Linked DNA regions of Oryctolagus cuniculus: region 1 is linked to region 2. Evidence: chromatin contacts called from public Micro-C data. All regions are on one chromosome and are shown on one strand. The core of a region is the stretch at or near the end of the contact, and the rest is flanking DNA. Distances in the headings are between cores, read along the strand shown.

Region 1 (6,525 bases), core at 1,649-4,148, 360 kb before region 2:
TGGCACTCCTTGGCTTTCAGGGCGTCCCCAGACCCAGCTGCCACTCCCGCCTGGGCTGGCTGGGGACCCTCGGAGGGCACAGGCTGCAAGGCCCCCATGCCCACCTCCCAGCAGCTCCTGACCAGACCTCTGTGCCCCACGCCAGGGCCCAGTAGCCCCATGGCCACGCAGTCACAGCCGGCTAAGCCTTAATCCCTTTACGTGGAGCCCACAGGATCCTCCCCCGGGCCGGAGGAGGCGGGGGTCGGGGGCGGGGAACGGGCTTGTTCCGCTGAGCCGAGAGGCCGGCACTGGGGGCCTGGCAGGGTCTGCCGCCCCTTCTGCCCGTGGGAAGGGGCTCCACAGCGTCCGTGGAAGAAACGGCCCGAGGAGATAAATGAGCCGTGGCGAAGCGCCTGCATGGATGTTGAAATATGTTTTCATAGTAAGCAATTTCTGTGACTTCTTTGGAAAGTGCTCGAAACCCAGTCAGGCTTCCTCCCTGCAATGGCGGCGTCTCTGCAGCCTTCCTCTATGAAAAGAGAAGAGGTTCATCCGGGCGGCTCCCTGGTGTGAGGGTGGGCGTGGCAGTGTGCAGCTGGGCGGGACCCCTCGGCCCCCAGCCGCAGAGATCGAGGCTGGGCGGAGCCCCAGGCGTGGGTAACGGCCCTCTGCGGGCTTTCCCAGGCGCAGTAGCAGGGAGCTGGAAGTGGACTCGGAGCAGCGCTCCATTACGGGGTCGGGAGTCCCGAGCGGCGGCCCCACGCCCTGGGCCACGATGCCTGCCTTCCCCAGCCTTCCCCGAGCTGGCTGCTCCCATCACGGGGGCAGAGCTCTCCCGCCTTCACCACTGCCCCTGGGGCTGCCCCGTGGGCGCTCGGATGGAGCAGGTCTGATTCCGCATCTGTGCCGTGGGAGCTGTGGCCCTGTCTGCCCATGGCACCAGCCACACGCTGTGGGTGACGGTCGTGGAGCCCCAGGCCTGTCTCCCTGCTGGCCGGCCCAGCTCCAGACTACGACAGGGGCTGCCAGGCTCACACCAGGTTCCCCCTAGCCTCTGCAGTGGGCCAGCCCACCCTCGTCTTCTGTGTCACCTAGGAAGGCCCCGATTCGTCCTTGGCCGGCTCCATCGCCGTAGGAAGGCAGGTGGCACTGGTCTCCAGGAGGCGGAAGTTCCAAGCACAGTGCCGAGGGAGGACCTGGGGGTCCTGGCAGACCAACCTCCCCTTGTGACCGTGGCATGGCCAGATGGACATGGCAGCAGGTGCCGCGTGCTGCAGGCCAGGGGAGAGGGCTCTGGCTTCCCACTGGCTCGCGCAGATCCCCACAGGGAGCTCGTGGGAGGAGCGAGCTATGTTTGTGTCGCTCTCGGGGTCCTGATGAACCGGGCAAGGCTTGGGTGTGGAAGGCCAGCCTGGCAGTCACTCCCGGGGAGGCCAGCCATGGTGCCGAGTTTCAGAATGCTGGGAAGAGTGGCCTTTTTCCAGGAGCAAGCAGGCACACACCCACACCCTAGCACGAGCAATACAGGACGTGACCCCGCCTCAGGGTCCCAGACTTGGCCGGGCGAGCGCCTTCAAGGTGGCTCTCGTGCCCTCTTGTCCTGGACTTCAAATTTTTATTTTTATCTACTTATTTTAAAAGTATCTATTTATTTGCAAGGTAGAGTTACAGAGAGAGAGAGAGGAGAGAGACAGAAGTAGAGACAGAGAGAGCTTCCAGCCATTGGTTCACTCCCCAAATGGCCGCAACAGCCAGGGCTGGCCAGGCAGAAGTCAGGAGCTGGGAACGCCTACGTGGGAGGCAGGGGTCCAAGTACTTGGGTCACCATCATCCACTACCTTCGTTAGCAGGAAGCTGGATCAGAAGTGGAGCAGCCAGGATTTGACCAGGCACTCCCACATGGGCTGCTAACGTCGAAACCAGGGCCCCCTAACGTTGAAACCAGGCCCCCTAACGTTTTTCTGTTTAATCGTGCTAAGTTGTACATAGGGTAAACTTTACCATCTTCACCGTTTAGTGGTTAGTGAGGATACTCACACCATGGTGTAACCTTCACCCCCACACCCAGTCCAGAACTGCTTCTTCGCTGAAATTGAAATCCTGCTCCCCTCCCCCGTCCCATGACCTCCCACTGTCTGAATCTCTGAATTTTCCTACTTTTGGGTAATGCAACAAGCAAATCACACGCCGGGTGTCCTTTTGAATCTTGTAAAAGTATTTTAATTTGGGGGACCAGTGTCGAGGCACAGCAGGTTAAGCTGCCACCTGTGACACCGGCATCCCATTTCAGAGCCCTGGTTCGAGTCCCGGCTGCTCCACTTCAATCCGGCTCGTGGCTGATCTGCTAATGGCCTGGGAAAAGCAGCGGAGATGGCCCAATGCTTGGGCCCCTGCACCCACGTCGGGGACCGGGGTGGAGTTCCAGGATGAAGCTCCCGTCAACACCCCTATTTCCCGTGCGTCAGCCAGGGTTCAGCCTAACTGTTCCGGTCCCTGTGTGCAGCTCTCTCCCACTCTCCCTGGGGGGGCTCCTCAGTCCTGCTCGGCGCCGTGTGCTGCCCACGTCCCGACCCTGCCCTCTCTCTTGGCTATCTCCTGCTTCAGCCCACCCGGCCTGGGAAATGAAGAGGGAAGGGGCCTGCCCGTCCCCCACCACCACCCCCGTGTGCACCTCTGCCCCCACCCCTGGCCCAGGGGTGCCCCGCACACCACAGCCACTGCGGTCCACGGCCTCTGTGCTGACAACCACGGGCTCCCGCCAGAGCCGCCGCAGCTGCTGCAGGCAGCGATGCTGCCCGGAGCCCACCCAGCTCTTGAACTCTGCCCACAGTCTTCGGGCTTGGCAGGCTGAGGCCGGATGCTGGGGCCTGGGGCCTGCCCCAGCTGGCCAGGGAATGAGGCCAGGCCCATCCCGAGGCTCTCAGCGAAGCGCAGGCGCGCCCAGTAGCTCTCCTTCCATCAGGAAAGGGCTTGCCTGCCACTGCTGCTTCCGGTCCGCTGTGCACCCCCAGGGACACCCACCCTCGAGTCCAAAACAGGCCCAGGCCCCGGTCTCGGCCGTGCCCTGTGCCCAGGCTGCGCCCAGCCCAGGAGAACAGCTGCTGTGTGCAGGGCCCTCCTGGGGGACACAGGGCCCCACCCAGCAGAGAGCACAAGGCCTGGACACCCAGAGGAACAGAGCCCAGAGAGACAGAGCCTGTCCCCCTGCAGGTGATGGGGAACCCTGGCAGAAGTCACTGGGAAAGGCAGGCTGGCCGCCCAGCCGGCTGCATTGAGGTGTGAGGGGCCTGCAGCCAGGAAGGTTCTAGAAGAAAAATAAAAACCAAATTACAACGCGATGTTAGGTGCCAGGTATTGGGAGATGTTTGAGGCCTGAGCTGGACTCCTCTCCCTGTCCACCACCTGGTCCCCACGTGGCGCTGCAGGCCCCGCCCCCTCGGGAAGGCTCTGGAGCCGCCTCGGGTGCCCCTGTCCATCCACAGAGCACGCCGTTGACTCCTCTCCCCAGCCTAGGGCTCGGCCTGTCTCTAGCAGTAGACACCCAGCTTAATAAGCACACACAGGGGCGGGCGCCGGCGCACAGCAGGTAAAGCCACCATGTGGGTGCTGGTGTGCGTCTCAACTTCCCATCCAGCTCTCTGCTGTGGCCTGGGAAAGCAGTGGAGGATGGCCCAAGTGCCTGGGCCCCTGCACCCGCGTGGGAGACTCAGAAGAAGCTCCTGGCTCCTGGCTTTGGCCTGGCCCAGCCCTGGCTGTTGCAGCCACTTGGGGAGTGAACTACAAGACAGAAAAGTCCTCTCTCTGTGTCTCTCCCTCTCTCTCTGTGTCTTTCAAATAAATATATAAATCTTGATTTTAAAAAGTTCATTCATTATTTAAAAAAAAAAAAAAGCTGGTGCCACCTGTGGAGGAGGTCCCGACTCGGCGAGGGTGGTTAAGGGTGGCTCACTTCCCCCGATGGCACATAAGGCCTGCCCAGGGAGCTGCCAGGTGGCAGAGGGGCACAGAGGTCCCCGGCAGGCTGCCATCCCAGCAGGAAAGCACCCCCCGCCCCACACCGCCATGGACATGGGGATCAGCCACTGCTCTCTCTGAGTCTCTGCCTTCTTGGAAAACGGGCTGGAGGCGACTGGGTCGTGGGGCTGGACACTCGTGGGCATGATCATGGGCTCACGCTCAGAAGGCGCCTGCTGCCCACAGAGGTCAGTGCAGGCAGACAGCTGGCCCAGCAGGGCAGAGCCCAGCAGCCACTGAGTCCAAGGAGGGGCGGCGGCTGAGCCTGGGACCCCGGGTCTCTCCCAGCCTGGACTCAGCCTTCACCCTAGGCCCTGGGACTGCCCCTCCGAGCGAGTGGATTGGTCAGGGTACATGCACAACCCGCCTCTTACTCTCAGGGCAAAGGCTTAGTCCCAGAGACTGCAGAGCTAGGGGTGCAGTGTAACCACCTCCTCCAGGGAACATGGGGCAGCCCCCCGGAAGGCCAGACCCCCAGCTGCCCTCCCCACTCCCCTGACCTGCGCCACGCGGCCCCTTGCAGTCCCCTGCCTTTGCCCACCTGTGCCTCCGCTTCCAACAGCCAGGCCACCAGACAGTAGGAGGTGCCTGCACATTTATGCTCCGCCCCCTGTGGCTGGGAGAAAGGGGGTCCACCTGCCCCAGCCCTCTTGACTCTAGGACGACTCGGGGGTTCCCAGAGCTGCTGTGGGATGTGCCCGACTCCACGCCCATGTGTGTGCTCCTCCTGGTGCTGTTTGTCCCACGTCCTAGCCCTCTTCCGTCTCCCTGTTCAAGAGCTCTCTAAGGATTGATCAGCCCGCCCCAGCCTAAGCCGGTGGCCACCAGAGGCCAGGCAGAGGGCAGGCGATGGCTGTCACCTGCCTGGCTCCCGGGAGGCTGGGAGGGGATGTACTCTGCGGCCAGCCCTCCTCTTACAGCCAGGCGGGGCAGGAGAGGAAGGAAGAGGGTGGTGTCGGCCGGGGCTCTGCAGGGACCGGGAACCCGCGGCAGAAGTGTGCCGTGTGCACCGTTTGTCCAGGACATGCATTGTCCACAAACTTTTTGAAGACCCTCCATATATGCAGATACTTATTACAAGGAATTGGCAGGGTGGGCGCAGGGGCGCAGTGGGTCACGCTGCCACTTGGGACACCCCAGGTGAGTGCCTGGGCTCCACTGCTGATTCCAGCTTCCTGGGGGGCGGCAGGTGATGGGCACCTACGTGGGAGACCCAGATGGCGCTCCTGGCTCCTGACGGCTTCAGCCTGACCCAGCTTTGGCTGTGGAGAGCTGTTGCAGGGGTGGGTACTCTTCCTCTGCACCCCATCAGCACCAAACAGGCACTGATCAACACCCACAGCGGCCAGAGGCGAAACCCTAGGACATTTCCTTCTTTAATTGTCCTCCTGTCCCAGAGTCTGGGCGCCTCCGCCAGCGGCGCGGGGCTGGTCACCCCCAGGCTCTGGGTGTGAGAGCCGGGCAGGTGCGGTGTGGCAGGCACGGCTGCCCTGCCTTCCTAAAGCCCTGCTTTGGAGAGAAGAGAACCGTTGGTGGCATCCTGGGAGCTCATCCACAAGGCCGTGTGGCAGAGTGCCAGTAACGGGCGGTGAGAACAGAAAACGAGAAGGCAGGACAGACAGGGACCGTAACAGCTCCCCGGGACTTGGGGGGCCCAGAGGGAGTCACTGACACCCGCCTGCCTCACCAGGGGCCTGCGGCCGGCCAGGGTGGAGGCAGAGGGCCGGGCCCTCAGGGGCTGCCCAACAAAGCCCCCAGGATCCTAATGCAGAGCCTGTGTCCTTCCGGAACCTTCTCTAGCTCTTCCCAGGGGAGTGGTTAGCTAGGATGGGGGTGGGGGATGGGAAGCGTCGCAGAATCAAATAACAGGACCCCCAGGGAAGTGACATTTTGTAGACAGAAGCAGGACATCTTTCGTAGAAGCAGCTACCGTACGTTGCAAGGACGTCCTGATGCTAAAAAGCCAGTCACTGTTTGCCAGATTCAAGTTCAGCTGGGTCTCCCGGGCCAAGGAAGTCATTGCGGTGTCTTGCTAATTATGCCCGCCCTAGGGGAGGGGCCAGTGCCCCTGTGGGAGAAATGGTGAAAGACACAAAGAGAGCTCATCCTGGCAGGGCAGCGGGGACAAGGTGCTGCTTCCCTTCCGGAAGGGGTGGGCGCTGTGGCCCAGCAGGTTTACAGCTGCTGCCTGGGGCACTGGCGTCCCGCATCTGAGTGTGCGGGTTCGAGTCCCGGCTGCTCCACTTCCCATCCAGCTTCCTGCTGATGTGCCTGAGAGGCAGCAAGCACTTAAGTGCTTGGGTTCCTGCCACCCTCATGGGAGGCCCAGATACTGTGGGCATTGGCAGTGAAGTTAGTCTCTCTCTCTCTCTCTCTCCCTCCCCCCCTTCTCTCTGTCATTCCTTTCAAATAAATCATTTTTAAAAGGAGCCAGACGGAATGGCTGTGTTTGGAAATAGCACTCCGGGGGCCGCACGGCAGAAGGAAGACGTGGCACCGGGCTGCAGATCCGGCTCTGCCCCCTGCTCC
Region 2 (6,292 bases), core at 3,640-6,139:
ACTCCCCAAATACCATGGCTGGAGCTGGACCCATCCGAAGCCAAGAGCCAGGAGCTTCCTCCAGGTCTCCCACATGGGTGCAGGGGCCCAAGCACTTGGGTCATCTGCTGCTGCTTTCCCAGGCCATCAACAGGGAGCTGGATAGGAAGTAGAGCAGCTGGGACTCAAAACTGGTGCCCATATGAGCTTCGGGCACCACAGGTGTTGGCTTAACCCTCTACACCACCGCACTGGCCCCTGGGCACCTTTTTTAAAAATTTATTTGAAAGGCTGAGGCACAGAGAGATATCCCATTCAACTGGTTCACTCCTGCAAAATGCCTGCAACAACCAGAGCCGAGCCAGGAGCTCATTCTGTGTCTCCCACATGGGTATCAGGGACCCAACCACTCGAGCCATCACCTGCTGACTCCCAGAGTACACATTGGGAGAAATGCGGAAATCAAGAGTGAAGCCTGGGGCTGGTGCTGTGGCATAGCAGATAAAGCCTCTGTCTGCAGTGCCCACATCCCATACGCCGCCACTTCGAATTCCGGCTGCTCTACTTCAGATCCATCCCTCTGCTATGGCCTGGGAAAGCAGTAGAAGATGGTCCAAGTGCTTGGGCACCTGCACCCAGGTGGGAGACCTGGAAGAAGCTCCTGGCTCCTGATTTTGGGTCAGCTCAACTCCGGCCATTGCAGCCATTTGGGGAGTGAACAAGCAGATGGAAGACCTTTTTGTCTGCCTCTGCCTCTACCCCTCTGTAACTCTGCCTTTCAAATAAATTAAAAAAAAAAAGAGGCCAGGGCTCAAACTCAGACACTCTAGTATGGGTTGCAGAAGTCTTAACCACCGTGCCAAACACCTGTCCCTAGTCTATTACTGTATTATTGAACCAACCACATTGTCTCTCACCTTGCCTCCTGTCAATGTACCCCTTCCAGTTCCACCTGAGCCCCTAAAGCACAAGTAGTATCATAGTACCCTAGTGCTCAGCACCTCCTTTCTGATGTAATCTGATAGCATCGCTCAAACCTGACGCAAAAACACCCAAGTGAGAGGGGATGCTAAAGTTTTTATGCAAGTCATGTGCTCAGAACTTGAAGTAGAGTTTCCAAGTAGAAATGATAAATGATAAGAAGGTCACCAATCCAGCTGAAACTCCATGGAAGTGTCTGCAGCAACTGAACCCCAGCTGGCAAGTTACCAGTGTTCCCATGGGGATAGCTTCCTGAGTGCTCAGATGGTGTGTGGTTAGGGTGTGGATCTGTGTGGTGGGCACTGGAGATGGCTCACTCCCCTTCCCAACATCCACAGGGTATAGAGATTTAGTAAAGGAGAAAAGAACTAGTTTCTGAACTAGGCACTTTAGGTATTTTATCTTAATTTGTTTTCAGATCAGCTCTGTGAAGTATACAGTTATGGTATTCCTGTTACAAATGCTTAGGAAATTAATAATGCTCATATAAATAAGACCACAAGAGGAATGCTTACCTTAAGAAAGGGAAACATTGTTTTAAGCACCACTTTTCAAACTTCAATAATTTATAGATTACCCCTTTTTAAATTTTTTTAAAAGATTCATTTATTATTTATTTGAAAGGCAAAATTACAGAGAGGAGGAGACAGAGAGAGAAAGAGAGACCTTCCATCTGCTGATTCTCTCCCCAAATGGCTGCAACAGCCAGGGCTAGGCCCTTCTGGAGCCAGGAGCTAGGAGCTTCTAGGTCTCTCACGTAGGGCCGGGGGCCCAAGCACAATGGGCCATCTTCCACTGCTTTCCCAGGTAGATTAGCAGGAGCTGGATCAGAAGTGGAGCATCTAGCTCTCAAATCAGTGCTCATGTGGGATACTGGCGATGCAGGCACTAGCTATACCTGCTATGCCACAACGCCAGCCTCTTTATTTTATTTTTTTTTAAATTATATATTTATGCATCCATTCATTTATTTGAAAGGCAAAGTTAGAGAGAAAGAAATCCTTCACTTGCTGATTTACCCCCAGAGTGCCTACAACAGCCAGGACTGGGCCAGGTTGAAGCCAGGAACCAGAAACTCCATCCGGGTCTCCCACATGGGTGGCAGAGGTCCAAGTACTTGGGCTGTCATCTGCTGTCTCCCAGGCACTTCAGCGGGGAGCCAGATTGGAAGCCAAGTTGCCAGGACTTGAACCAGTACTCCAGTATAGTTTATAGGTATCCCAAGCAGCAGCTTGACCCACTGTGCCACATCACTCACCACAATAGACCCCTTCTAGCTGAAGAAGAAAAAGGAGAAACCCTGCAATCTGTTAGTGTTGACATACATCATTATAATTTCACTTAAGTACAAACATATAAAATTAGGTATAAATTCTCTATGCTTATGTTTCTCATTTAACTATAAACCAAAGCAAATTTAGAAGTTGAGTACCAGAAAACCCTACAAAATGAGGGAAACGCAAATTAGCATTAATTTCATGTGCTAGCTGGTGTTTTGCTGAAGCTGGATTGCTGCTCACAGCCAGAGGCCGGGGCTGCCTGCCCCACGCTGTGTCCTTTGCCGCTTCCGCTCCCCTCGGCTGTCTTCGCCGTCACGTTTCTTTCCAGGCTGTTGAGGATCGCATGGCTACACCAAGGTTTTGGTGGACCTGAAAGACATGCTGATTTGCGTGGTTAATAAGCGGCCATGGCAGTGATCCTGCCTGTGTTTATATTAATTTATTGTAGGTGTAAACTTTGCTCTCAGTTCAGTATCAAGCTGTTTTGGAGGACTCGCAAACCCTTGCCAATATATCCTGGATTCTAGTTTGAGAATGAGTCTTGTAATATGTTCCTTAAGCCATCATGTATTCACAACCGTCGTAAACATAATCCTGTCCCGCTTGTTAGAATGAGTCCTCCACATACCGCTACCAAGCGGACGTGTATATTATTTTCGTGAAAGCAGTAAATCCATATTTCTTCACAGTGTTGTATAATTCAGACTTTGATTAATTTAGAAGTACTTCTTCCCTCTAAAAGTGTAAATTATAAATGTTTTACAGTATGTACTGTTCACTGTTTTCTGTAGCTGGGAAAGTAAATGTAATTTAATCGGACAAATAATACCTTCTACCAAGGGTACAGGTCACACAAGACAGAAAGCCCCCCGGGTGGCATTGTCCCCGCTGGTGCCGTCGCTGCAGACGTCTGAGTGGCGCTTTCCGCAGGGCAGCGGCTGTTTTCCTTCTTCTCTTGCCTTCCATGTCTTTCCCCTCCTCTCTTATGTTTTTCTAACCCCTGTGAATCCTAGGCCAACACCGTCCCTGTCTCCCCTATCTCACTCCCTTTTTTTAAGAAACCAGAGATGACCTGTCTTCTCACCTGTCACTCAGCACTGACTCCCTAATTTAGCCTCCGGTCCAGCTCCCTCTGCTTCGTAGACAGGTGGCCCTGAGGACGGGGCAGCGGAGAGGAGGAGCACAGCATGACATCAGCAGCGTCGCACTGTCCACTTCAGGATGGCTTGGACTCAGACTGGGCTGGACAGACGGTCTGGCATGATTTGCCTCCTCATGTTCACTCCCTCGACACTCAAAGGCACAAGAGACAGAGCTTCGGGACAGCCCACGAGCCGTGTGTCTAAGCGCCGCACTGGACATGTGTGGGCCTGTCTCCCTGTAGCCCTTCTCCATTCACAGTGGAATTCTACTCTAGTGGACAGTGCCGCTGCTGCTGCGTGAACTACCGTTCAGGTGCTGCGGTCCTTGTGCCTAAAGCACCGCCGGGTGCCACGGACGGCCGAGTCCCACCATTCAGGCATCTGTGTATGCCCTCGGCCATCTGGCTCTGCCATTCATTAGCTGGGTGACCTTGGGCAAGTCTGACAATAGTGTGCATGTCATGGGAGTTTTGTGCGAATTGAGAATTGTCATGGGCAAAGTGCTTCAAATAGCAAATACTAACTAGAATTATTATTAAGCAAACACTTACTTAGTATGTAGTATGTGCTAAGCAATCCAAGATATATAAAGATGAAAAAGACATAGCCCTGCCTTCTAGGGACTTATGGTCTTATAATTAATTACTAGCAGTCTTATAATAATAATTAGGAGTAGCATTAGTATTAAACTAGTTCATCGAAGAACTTTATACAGTGACTTGAGTGGAGTGCTTGGGTTCGAATCCTGCCTCCACTTGCATTTCCAGCTTCCCACTTATCAGACCCTGGGAGGCAGCAGGTGGTGGCTCAAGTACTTGGGACCTCGCCACCACCCATCTGGGAGACCTGGATTGAGTTCCTTGCTCCTGGCTCTGGCCTGGTCCAGTCCTGAAAATGGCTGTTCAGGCATCTGGGAAGGGAGCCAGAAGATGGGAGATCTCTGTCTCTCTGCGTCTCTGCCGTTTCTGAGAGGTGGCTGGGAGGCTGAGTGGTGCTGCCGTGCCGTGTGCGTTTGCTGTTGCACAGTCCTTACCTGAGAGGCCCGCCTCGCGACAGGAACCTGTCAGAACACTGTCGTGACCAGAACAACTGAAAACGCCTAGCCTCGGCAGGTTTCTGATGGATTTTTACTTGGTCTTTCAAAATCAAGCAGGTTTTGTTTTGTTTTCTTTTTTGGACAAGAGAGCTTCATGTTGTAAAGTCTTGACATACCAAGAAGCTGTGTGTCTGGGTTGTTTTGTATTAGTCTGTCTGTCTTTTTCAATCTCCAATTAAGAAGATTCTTTTTATTCATGGAATTTCCATTTGTGCACCAAGTTAAAGCTGTGTTTTATCTCTTGCAAAACCTCTTCCTGCTCTGCTCTCACTTCCTCTCCCCACCCTTTTAGTCATCTGCTGCGGGGTTTGGCAGCTGGTCAAGGCGTCGGGTCAGCGTTTTTCCCTGTGGGAGAAGGAAAGGTTGGGAAGAGTGACGTGGGACCACTGTCACACTTTCCTTTCCCTTTTATAGAAGTGACCCACACGCTCCGTTGCAAAGCCCTAGGAGAGCCCAGCATCCTGGAGACCGCGGCTGCTCGCTGTGAGCGCCCTCCCCAGCCCGGGCAGAGCGGCGAGGGCGCTGTGGCAGATCTGCGGGAGACAGAGCCGCGGGGGCCGCGGGACTCTGGAGGAACGTCGCATCCGCTCCCCGTCCTCCTTTACTGTCGTCTGATTCTCCTGGGGTGCTGTGAGGAAGCACTCTGTGCGTGGTGCTCCTTTGTGCTGGAGCCAGTCGTGTCCAGCTTGAGGTGCTCCCACCCTTTCTGCAGGCCAGTTTATTTTGCGATTGAAGTCCAGTGTGCATGTGGTTGTCATGCATGGAGTCTGCTAGAGACTATTAGGCTGGAAGCAAACTAATTATTGTCATTGTACAGCGGTAGAGAGAGTATAAAAAAAAAAAAGGCAGTAATAGGTTCTTAAAAAGCTGTCATGGCTTGAAGTGAAATAGGCTACTCTTGAATGGCTTTCACCTATAGCCAGAAGGGCTTTGGTCCTGAAATCTGTCAAATATGAAATAGAGTTTTAGACCCTGGAATCCTGGTTAGCTGGTGGGGACAGCTTCAGCCACTGTACTCTCCCACGGACCATTTCATCCAGAGGGTTTGCCATGAGGTTATAAGGACTGCGGAGACAAATGAGCTGCTCTTATCAACCATCCCACGTGGGCACTCTGTGCCAGACCTGTTCTGGCAGATAAATAGAACACGCCAGCATGCACGCTGCGCTTCCTGTGTGAGTGCCTCCGGAGACGGATTGCTTCTGTCCTGAGCGTAACTTTGGGGACTGGAGTTTCCCGTTTGGGGAGTGTCAGTGTGGAGCAGGAAAGCTGCTGGTTGTCGGCGGTTGCCACTGAAGTCATTTCAGAGGGCATGGGTTGCGCGTGGGCCATTTGTGCATATGGTACAGCTTCTCTCTCTGTGAGCCTGTTATGAGTTAAAATAATCTGGACAACGTCTTTAAGTGCATATCTTTGTCTCCAAACATAATTGGTGTTTAAAAAGAAGCCCTCAAAAGTTCAAGTTCTGTGGCTTAGACAGCAGCTCCATCTGGTGCTTGTTAAAGGTGTTTGCTTGGTTCGTCTCCGTTTCATGGCAGTGTGGATACAGATGGACATAGAACTTGCAAACGAGTGCCAAATCCCAGATGAGTTCCTGCTGCGCACAGCCCTGGCGTGAGCTGGTTGTGTTCCTTGTGAAGCTCACTTGGCGAGTCTGTTCATGACGTGATAGCTGCTGATCAGTTCCGGAGCCATCCATTGACCAAATTAACCTACACTCAAAGTGGGGGATTTATGTACCCGTCTTGCAAAAAGAAAATATGCTGCACTACTTACAAAGAGAGAACTTAATCTGGCTCTTATCAGGAATGAGT

What was found. A called contact is a pair of places that touch in the nucleus more often than the background predicts.
Region 1: a Micro-C map of ear pinna shows a contact between it and region 2, with 3 times the contacts expected there. The contact joins two enhancer-like sites. A contact is called at or near these places in 3 of 6 Hi-C or Micro-C datasets (ear pinna, psoas muscle and an unstated tissue).

The regions. Positions count from the first base shown.
Region 1 is chr12:108,056,489-108,063,013 of mOryCun1.1, reverse strand. No RefSeq gene overlaps it. Among named protein-coding and RNA genes, the nearest start is that of HMG20A, 93 kb to the right of the region's middle. Within about 2 kb of position 2,898, at least 2 of the 8 cell types and tissues checked have an H3K27ac peak or open chromatin away from gene starts, as enhancers often do. A contact at or near this core is called in ear pinna, where this site is marked.
Region 2 is chr12:107,698,013-107,704,304 of mOryCun1.1, reverse strand. All of the region lies in intron 5 of PEAK1 (pseudopodium enriched atypical kinase 1), which reads left to right. Among named protein-coding and RNA genes, the nearest start is that of TSPAN3, 100 kb to the right of the region's middle. Within about 2 kb of position 4,889, at least 4 of the 8 cell types and tissues checked have an H3K27ac peak or open chromatin away from gene starts, as enhancers often do. A contact at or near this core is called in ear pinna, where this site is marked.